2 separate regions of the Mus musculus genome follow, and region 1 is linked to region 2. A link is a contact called in public HiChIP or PLAC-seq data. All regions are on one chromosome and are shown on one strand. Each heading gives the region's core, a stretch centred on a gene start, on an enhancer-like site or on the middle of the called end of the contact. The rest is flanking DNA. Distances are from core to core; before and after follow the strand shown. Region 1 has its middle 44 kb from the start of Gm22055. Region 2 holds the start of Aldh1b1 (aldehyde dehydrogenase 1 family, member B1).

Region 1 (4,789 bases), core at 492-2,991, 210 kb before region 2:
GAACATAATGACTGTTCCTAACTGCAAAAGAACAAATGGATTTGATTGGTAGAACTGTAGTACCTACATTCTAGGTCAATTGACATAGATTAGCCACATAAAGAAAACCCTTACTCCTAAATACCGATTGATGAAAAAAATGTAACAATAACTTGGTACAGATGTATGTGATTTGTAAGCTTAAATAGTCTGTGATATTCTGGTTCAGGGGTCACATTTATTATGAAATATAATGCGGCGAGAGATGTGTTAGTACCTGGTGGGCCCATGCCAAGGTGTCCGTCCTCCTGGTAAAACCCATCATACAACAGACCTGGTATAAAGGAGGTTCATTTGGGGGAAGGGAAGAGAGTGGGGACCTGGAGAAGGGGTAGAGGCAGACAGACAGGAGCAGAGCCATGACGTTGAAGCTGGAACAGAGAAGGACAGAAAGGGGAAGAGAGAGACTGGTGGGAACAAAGAGAAATGGGTTGGCAAGCAGTCCTTTAATATCAGCACTTGGCGGCCCAGGTTTTGGCGGCAGATGATGATGTAAGCCGTTGCTAGGACCCACGGGGAAGCCTAGTGGAATTGCATGTAAACCAACAGTAGTCAGCCCCCAAATCTGTTCTGCGACACTGATCAATCAGTAGTGGCTTGATTACAATAAATTTTTGTCATCTGCATTGAACTGGTGTGTGAATTGATTTCTAAGCTGGATCAAGCAGACCCCATAACAGTCTTTTTCTCACCCAGTGGGATTAGCAAAACACATTAAGATCGGATATCATTAATTTAATATTATATTTGCATAAATTATGAATGTGCACATATATAGATGCATGTGGTTATTATATTTTACCTATAAAGGTAATAATTAACTTTAAATAGCCAGCTGTGCGGAGTGGATTTCATATTTGGGATCCCAGTCTACCATCAGGCTATGTTACTCACTTTTCATTGCTACAACCAAAACATCTGAAGACATAGTAGAGGCAGGGTTATGTTGGCTATTGATGATAGAAGGTTCAGCCCACAGCTGCTTAGCCTCTTGTGCCTGCGAGGGACATCATGCTGGCAGATTAAAGTCTTTGATTCCTGCTGGTTATGAAGCAGAGGTTACAAAGGGAAGGATCCCGGAATTCCTCCAGAGAGGTCTTACCTCTTCAAGTTTCAACAGTATCCTGAAGTAAAGCTACAAGCCTGGAAAGAAGTGGTTAAATATTTCCCACTAGCCTTATGGCAGCTTGTTAGATGGTGTTGTAGGTGATGGGAGCCTTATTTTTGTGTTTTGAATATTTTCTTTCCCTCTGACATCATACTTGTGCATGCATAGAGAGGGAGAAAAGGGGGGCGCAATTGTCCCTTTTCCTTACAGGAAAGCAAAACTTGCGACTAGCAAGAACTTGTCTTTGTGTTGTTCTCCCTGCACTTAGGATGGGTGTTCTCAGCAGGTACACAATCGATAATTGTTGAATGAATAAATAAACACAAAGCGGCCGGGGTCTTGCCAGAAACCAAAGGGTAAGAGACTCCCCGCGGTAAGTTTGGCTGACAAGCAGCAGCAGGAGCCGCGCCCGATCCCTCGCTTCAAATGGCTTTCTTATTCTGCAAAGTGCTCCCCTGCTGCTCCCAGCCCTTCCCAGGAGCACCTGACGGAGGTTAATTATTCTTTGGGGAAAGTGGCGGAGCTGAGTGAGGAACTGTGGGAAGGTCTGGGGGCAGCAGTGAAGCGCTGGGGCTGAGCACTGAGGTAAGTGCAGACCCACAGACCCAGGGTGGAGAGAGGCCTCGAAGGAGAAAGGCCCGGGGACGAGAAGGCACACAGCGTGGACAGTGGCAGAGCTGAACCCTGAAGCAGAGACTTCTGTCATCTGTGGATCCCCCCCCCCCACCAGTTCCTAGTTCCCAGCCTCCCTTGGGCTCTTCCTGCCTCATTGTCCATCATCCAAGGGAGTGAAAATGAAGTGGGAGGGGCTGCCAAGAGGCGGGGTGGACGATGTTCCAGGAACTTCCCTTTTGGGGGGCTCCAGCAAGAGACCATATCAATGAGGTTCCCATTTCTGGGGATGACCCTTTATCACTTGACTGTTTGAGGGAGGGTTTGAATAGGGTGAGCAGGGCTGGTTGGTGTGGCTGGGCTGGGGTGGGCTGTACTTCTCTGAGATTTAGCTACACTCCTCCCATCCTAGGAATTCCCAGCCATTCTGCCTCCAACAATGGGGCTGGAAGGGCCCTCTTCACGCTCCAGTTGGGGAAGCCCAGTCTCGAGTTGGGCGGAGTTGGGCGAGTTGGGCGGAGTCCAGGGATTACTCTCAGCTGGGGAAGATTTTGTGGTTTCCCTGACAGGGGCTGGCATCTTATCCTCCTCATTTTGTTGTAGCGCATAGGGATGAAGTGGTGGAGAGACATCTCCCAGATCCCAGACACAATCTTCGCATTGATCTTGGAGCTATGTGTGGTTTGTCCAATGTGTCCCGTAAAAGAGACCCCTCTCTGTCCACACCCTCTCACTCAAGCTCAGGGAAGGGAGCTCAGCCCAGCCTCCACATCACAACTACTGGTCAGGCTGTCTGAGAGAAGTCCTGAGGTGGCAGGTGAAGGTGGGGTGGGAGTGGAGGCTTGAGAGAGATAGTGTGACGTTGGAGGAAGAGATTCATTCCATTGGCCTGCATTCCTGGAACTGGGGTGGACAATATTGAGTGGTCTTTAAGGGTTTCACTAAATTCTCAGGAATGGGAAACAGAATTTCCTGACTGGAAACAGAAGCTCTGGAAGACAGGGTAGGCCAACAGTTGGTGCTCTTCTTGCCCACGTGCTTTTCCTGTGTTTGGGCCCCTTCCTAGATGTCATCTACCACAGCTAATCTTCACTGTCATCTTGACTGGATTTTAAACTCTTTAGAAGACACACCTAGGGCCATGTCTTCAAGATTTAAAAGAGGACACAGGATTCCTTAGGGCAGAGGCAAAACATGGGACACACTTGGTTCACATGGTCACTGATGGTTAAGATGTTACCATGGAAACACAAGTCAGGCCAGCCCAGAAGACTTGTGAAGACAGTGGGGGGTGGGGGTGGGCCTTCCTGAGCCTTGCTCAATCAGCCAGTGATGTTCCCATTGAGGAGAGCAGTCAGGATCTCCTCTCTTCTTCCATGTCTTCTGCTGTGGCATCAACTGTCTTCTCTAATGGCATTTCCACCCCAGGACGCGGTTTGGAGCACTGTCTATTACCCTTAGAGCTCAGAGCTTTGCCTTGAGCGATGGATGGCTCCACTGTCTCTGTGGACAGACTCAAACTGATCTTGGCCTGGACTGGAGTTGGGAACTGTTTCCTGACAGGAGGAGCTCAGGCAGCCAGGATGGTACCTTTAGGAAGCTCCTGTCTGCCCCCTGCTTGTTTTAGTAGTTTTTCCATCTGAGGCCCCAAAGAAGCCGAGCTGTGAACAGTCTCCAGTTTAAGGAAATCACAGATTAACAATGGGTGGTGGGTGGCAGCAAAGGTGAACCGCACACGGCTGGGAGCCACCTTAGACTTGTCTGGCTCTGTGCTACAGCTTTTTAAAATAAATATTTCTCTTATGTTATGTGCATTTAGTTTTATTATATGCGTGTTTGTTTGCATGTATGAGGATGTCCCACACTGAACGCTACTCCCCACTCCTCTCTGTTCCTAGCTCCTGGCCACTCCCATTCTATTTCCTGTTTCTGTGAATTTGAATATAAAAGTAGTCCCATAATGCTTCCCTTTTGTGATTTAGTGCAGTAAAGTCAAGAATAGCCAATGTTACAGTGGCTTTGTATGGGCATTTCCTTCCTTACTGAGTGTGTACATATCCAACTTTCTGCCTGTCCATCTGTCTGTCTACCACAAGGGGGAGGGGATCTTCCTACCCCTTGACTTAGTGCAAGGTGCTGCCTTACACATGGCACACTCGCAACACACACACACACACACACACACACACACACAACACACAACACACTACACACACACATACACACACACACAACACACTACACACACACACACTACACACACCACACCACACACACACACACCACACACACCACACCACACACACACACACACACACACACACACATACACACACACACACCACACTACACACACACACACTACACACACCACACCACACACACACACACACACCACACCCCCCCCCCACACACACACAACACACTACACACACACACACACACTACACACACCACACCACACACACACACACACACCACACACACCACACCACACACACACACACCACACACACCACACCACACACACACACACACATACACACACACACACCACACACACCACACCACACACACACACACACACACACACACCACACCCCCCCACACACACACAACACACTACACACACACACACACACACTACACACACCACACCACACACACCACACACACCACACCACACCACACACACACACACCACACACCACACCACACACACACACACACACACACACACACCCCCACACACACACACACCACACACACCACACCACACACACACACACACACACACACACACACACACACACACACACACACATACACACACATCTCTGTGGGATGCTGCTTCTAGGTTTCACAGGTGCTTTCAGAAACAGGGTTGTAGCATACCTGGTGACTTAGTGTTTGGTTTTTCAAAGGACTGCCAGTGTTCCTGCAGATCCTCACCACCAACTTGTCTCTGTTCTACGATGGCTGTTATCCTAATAGGCTTAAGGCTTTGTGCATATAGTTTAGCTAATTGAT
Region 2 (5,435 bases), core at 2,149-4,648:
TTTGTTTGGACTCTGATCTACACACAGGCGGGCGGGGGAGCTGGACTCTTCAGTTTCTTCTTAGACATATAAGGCTCTAAAAGGCTGAGGAAATTGCTCCCCTCCCTGCATCAGCCCAGAGCACTCCCCCCAACCCCCACAATTATCTTGTGCAATGACTCCCCCAGAGGCTTTACTTCCTCCCCAACCCCCAGTCCTGTCAGCCAAACACTGTCGGTGCCCCCCCTCCCCCGCGCCCCAGTACTTGTTACAGGGTTTTTATTAAAATAAATAAATAAATAAATCCCTGAAAATGGCCAGTCCTTTACAGAACTAACTCATGTTTTATCTTCAGCCACTTCGAGGTCATCATCACCATATCAGGAAGTGTAAGTCTGAAAGCCCGCTCCATTAGTGTCTGACAGTGTATGAGAAAGCTTACGTTCTGGCCAGGTTGTCAAGAACCTCGGTCTAATCTACTTCCAGATGTGTCTCCTCTCGGTTCACGATGCTACTGAGAATCTTGAGCTATTCTGTTTTTGTACCTTTTCTTTCTTTCTTTCTTTCTTTCTTTTTTTTTTTTTTTTTGTACAAATCTGGCTCTTTTCACAGCGTTTTATTTTTGATTTAGATCTTGAAGCTGTTCGCCTTTCTTTAGTTCTCATTGTATTAATTTAAATCTAATTTTTAAAAGTAAGGAAATGTTAGATTCCTGTTTTTGAAATGTGTTTAATGCTTTTACAACAGAGCCAACCACCTTGGTGGATTCTGGTGCCCACCAGTTTATGAAGTGTTTGGGGTAGGAGCGCTGTATGGAATTTAAACACAAAGCATTCACAGAAGAAGTCTTTTTCTGGAAACATTATGGTGTACTTACAGAGTCCACAAAGAACTCTTAGGTCTGCCCATAATTTCTAAGCATGGCTACACAGCTGAACATCAGACATATATGGGGAACTTAAAAAATATATATATATCCTTGGCTCTCACCCACACCTAGTGATTTTGGATCCCTGAAGGAAAGCTTGGGGGATGACAAATGCTCCATTTCCTGACGCAATTCTGACCCTCAGCTGAGTTGGGAGCCCCTTGCCTAGCTGATCATCATTTGATGGTCCCTCCTGTAGGATTCTGGGGAATTAATGCCTATCGGTAGGGATGTCTGTGACTCCTTATTCTCCTCCAGTGTGGAGAGCATCCACCTTTCAAGGCAGCCCTCACAGTCCTTAGCCAGCTCTGTTTTGTCTGGTTGTGTGTGGGGAAGGGGAGAAAGATGGGAAGTTAAGGGAGAGTGATGGGAAGAGGCAGAAGCCGCTCCCCCTGGGATCTAGTCTGCAGGCGGGCTGGCCGAGAGTCAAGACACAACCTGACAAAAGCCAGACTGCCCACAGAAGAGGTGCCTGTTTTCCTGGACACTCTTAAACAGGATGTTCAAAACAACCAAGAACTCTGCAGGGCCGGGATGTCCATGGCCTTGAGCGGAGCTGTGAGCATACCCTTCTCATCTCTAACTCTGAGCAATGCCTCTTGTAAAACCACCTGACAGCTTCAGTTACAGGGACAGGCTTCAGGTCAAGGTCAATATGTAGACCAGCTCATATTTTAAACTAAAAAAAAAAAAACAACCCCCAAAACAACAACAAACCCTAAAAAACGTAATTTTAAAACTTTGCTTAGTCTTTTTGCCTTCTTGTAAATTATATATTTTGAACAAGGTAACTTAGAAACCAGAGTCACTATCTATCTATCTATCTATCTATCTATCTATCTATCTATCATCTATCTATCTATCCACCCATCTATCTAGAGCCATAGTAAAGACACCTAACTAAGCCAGACTCTTCCTTGAGAAGCCCATATCCACACTTGGGTATATTTGGTCCTTTTCCTGTGCGTGTGGCGTGTCTCACTCACTTAGATAAAGAGCAAATAGTAACACTTACCGCCTTAAACTCCTCCTCTGCTGCATCGTTAAGGGTTCAGCTCTAACTGAGTGGAGCTCCCTGGGCGGGGAGTGGGGGGGGCATTTCTGGGTTTTGTCTCCTCACCGGGGATTGTATTCAAACTTCACAAGTACTGGGCGAGCTACATGCCCAGTTCCTACTATGCTCTGCCAGGATGTTTTTCTTGGGGTGCCCCATAACCTCCCACACACTGGTCTGGCTTTGCCCTCTGGCACTCCACAGACCCTGCCTGATCTGGACTTTCAGAGACTTGGTGTACATATTTTGTTCCTTGAGTTCTAAAGGGAGAATACTCCAGATTTTTCAGTCACCTGGATCTTGTGCCAGCCTTTCTTAGTGACTCCCTAGTTCTGTGACTTCCATGGAAAGGTCTAGAAGAGACGCTCAGAGTGTAGGTGGAGGGTAGGTAGAATTTATCACCCAGCAGTAGGGGATTGCACAATAGCCAAAGGGACCACGTGAGAGCAGACAGAGGTCAGAGACCACTGCCACTGTGCTGACCATTTGTGAGTGGGCTTTTTCTAGAGCAGGTAGCTGTTTCTAAGGAATGTTTTCTGTCTGGGTGATGGACAGGTCTATTTGGATTCACTCTTAAAGTAAGGAAGAATGGTATGTCTTGTTTTTTTTTACCAGAAAGCTTGAAGGGAGGCAATAATCTTGCTGAGGGTTGTTTAGATAGTTATCTATTAATGACACCTCCACCCAAGACAGTACAGCATGTTATATCTCTACCCAGGATAAGAGCTATGACAAGATCACACTCCTTTGACCAGTAATAAAGTCCTGCGATTTCAGATTCAATCCTATAAGCCATTGGTTATGAGAGTGGTGTCCTTCAAATCCACTAATCTGTAACTAGCTACTTAACACCGCCAGGATTCTTCACACAATATGGCAGCCAGCCTAATCCCCGTGTAACTCACTTCCACTGTCTTTCTGACTGCATTTTAGGCTGTTTTTTTAAAATGCATGTTATTTTAAAAATCTTCAGTTCCTACAACCCCAACCCCAGGGTCTTGGCCCAACTGTCCACCCTCAGCTCAAAAGCAGAGACCAATGGTCAATGTAGACTTTATAAACAACATAGCCCATTTTGTTTGGAATGTATCCGATCTGCTCACGATTTTGGAACAAGAATTTTCAGTACTGTCTTAGTAAAACAGGCTCAGGAATGCTGATCCGCGGCACTCTATCAACAAGGTCTGTCAATGGTTGATATTTAAGGAGGGGTCCCAGGATAGAGCCGGGCATGTGATCCTAGGAAAACCCCACCTCTCTCTGGGTCCCTCTTTTGATTGTCAAAGGAGTGTCCTTAGGCTCTCAGACTTGAGATGCCTGCTCCAAAGAAGCCAAATCAGAATCCTCTGGAAGGTGCCTGATGCTGGACCTAAGATTAGGCTAGGGGAAATCAGGGTGTTGAGCCGAGATCCCTCAGTGGTGGGCGGTGCCGGGAGCAGGCGGAGCTTAGCTGGTGACGGAACCACATTGGCTGGCTAGCGGCTGAGCGAGGCGGGTCCGCACGGCTGCTGAACTGACCGGAGAACGCTGATACTAGAATTTGAGCCTGAGCGCGATTCGGAGCCTGAGCCCCAGACCACCGCAGGTAGCTACCGCCGCCCTCCCTCCGCACTGGGGCACGCTACGGTCCCCGAATGGCAGGTCTCTTCCGGGTGCACTGCTGGGTTCTTTCCACGCCGCTTCCTATCGGGGAGACACTGGATGGGCTGGGAGAACACAGAACCACCCAAACCTTCTCATCTTGGTTCCCATCTGGGGCTAGAGCCACTGGCCATAGTGGACAGGCTAGGTCTAAGTGTGTGTTCCGGGGTTCTGACTTCAGGCCTTTCACTCGGTGGACATGAGTATCTGATATTGGGAGGAACCACAAAGCTAGGCCTTTGGGAATCCAAATCCAAAGATGAGAGAGTAGTGTCCCTGAACATCTGTGGTTCCCTCTAGAGTAGCCATCAAAATCTGTTCTACTCAACCTGACGGGGACAGGGAGGGAGGCTGCTGAATTTACAGTGAGAAGATGAACCGCAAACTGTAAAGCTGGATAACCTGTGACCAGAGCTTTGTCTTTTCTTTTCTTTTCTTTTCTTTTCTTTCTTTTCTTTTCCTCTCTCTCTCTCCCTCTCTCCCTTCCTTCTTTTCTTCCTTTCTTCCTTCCTTTCTTTCTTTCAAGATTTATTCATTTCATTTATGTGAGTTCACTGTAGCTGACTTCAGACACACCAGAAGAGGGCGTCAGATCTCATTACAGGTGGTTTTGAGCCACCATGTGGTTGCTGGGAATTGAACTTCGAACCTCTGGAAGAGCAGTCAGTGCTCTTAACTGCTTAGCCAGCTCTCCAGCCGGACCAGAGACTTTTCTATGTGCAAAATGAAAGCAACCACTTGGACCCTGTGAAGATTCTGAGCAGCAGAGCCTTGGTGTGACCTAAGAGCAATTTCACACACACACACACACACACACACACACACACACACACACACAGAGAGAGAGAGAGAGAGAGAGAGAGAGAGAGAGAGAGAGATCCTGGTCTTTTGGTTACAAGGACAAAGCAGATGTCCTTGATGGGCCTGCTGGCTCAGGTTCCCCTGGGAGGGCTTTTTTCTGGTCAGCATTGATTTCTGTATGGCTAAGGACCTGGTGGGATCCTTGCTTTCGTGGATTAGGTTTTTTTTTTCTTTCTCTGCACTTGGGACAGAGGGTTGAAAGGGCCTGGGATGGGAGTGGGGGTGGGGGTGGGGGTGGAGGTCAAGGATCTGGGCTGGTGCAATTACATTTTACTGCTGGGTGGAGCAAGCCTCCGAGTGAGACAGAAAAGACACAAGGTTTCTATTCCTAGCCAGAGATTAACTGTGTAACTAATCTAGGAAGTAGAAACACAGTCTAACAGTCGTTTATGCAATTTTAGATACATTTACATTTCATCATGTTATCATGCTGTTTTAGTAAAGAAAGTCACTGCTGTTTTAGGTGACAATAAGCAGACCTACCTCAGCTGGTGTTTGACTTGTACCCCAGAAAACTAAGCCCCGTCCCACTGTTCTGGGGTTGGGGGGCTCTGCCAGGTTGGTTTCTGAGACCTTGAGTGTTCTGATGTCTGCCAGAGTGGAGTGTCTCTGGTTTTAGACATGGAAGACCCCATTCAACACCACCCCAGGGAACTCTACATTTGAGGGAACTGGGGTCCCAAGTCTCTAGGGTCCTTGCTCAGATCTCAGGGCAGTTCCTCAGTGGCCCTTGTGGGAATCTTAGTGTGTTTTCCTAGTGTGTCACTCAGTCAGCAATAGGTCTACCCTAGGACCGGACATGGTCATAGAGGTGACTCTGACGAAAGAGCAGAATTAATAATTATTTGCGTTGTTTGCGTTGTTGAGGCAGGGTCTCCCGCTGTAGGCCAGGTTGACCTTGGACTCCCAAGGGCTTGTTTGGTTATCTCTGTGGCTTAGAGCATCCAGCTTGCGGAGCGTGAGAAGGGCTTT

The links. HiChIP or PLAC-seq counts read pairs in DNA pulled down with a chosen protein or histone mark.
Region 1: an H3K27ac HiChIP or PLAC-seq map of embryonic stem cells shows a contact between it and region 2, with 7 read pairs. The contact joins the enhancer-like site here to the promoter of Aldh1b1 in region 2. A contact is called at or near these places in 10 of 39 promoter capture datasets (the 3T3-L1 cell line, 3T3-L1-derived adipocytes, the HPC-7 cell line and 5 more), 1 of 484 Hi-C or Micro-C datasets (embryonic stem cells), 10 of 115 datasets of contacts at active chromatin or transcription factors (bone marrow-derived macrophages, embryonic basal ganglia, embryonic forebrain and 4 more) and 2 of 9 other capture datasets (embryonic stem cells and pancreatic islet).

The regions. Positions count from the first base shown.
Region 1 is chr4:45,589,935-45,594,723 of GRCm38.p6, forward strand. No RefSeq gene overlaps it. Among named protein-coding and RNA genes, the nearest start is that of Gm22055, 44 kb to the left of the region's middle. Within about 2 kb of position 1,742, at least 40 of the 459 cell types and tissues checked have an H3K27ac peak or open chromatin away from gene starts, as enhancers often do. A contact at or near this core is called in embryonic stem cells and trophoblast stem cells, where this site is marked.
Region 2 is chr4:45,795,624-45,801,058 of GRCm38.p6, forward strand. Aldh1b1 (aldehyde dehydrogenase 1 family, member B1) reads left to right here and starts at 3,399. Exons shown (of 2, transcript NM_028270.4): 1 at 3,399-3,546.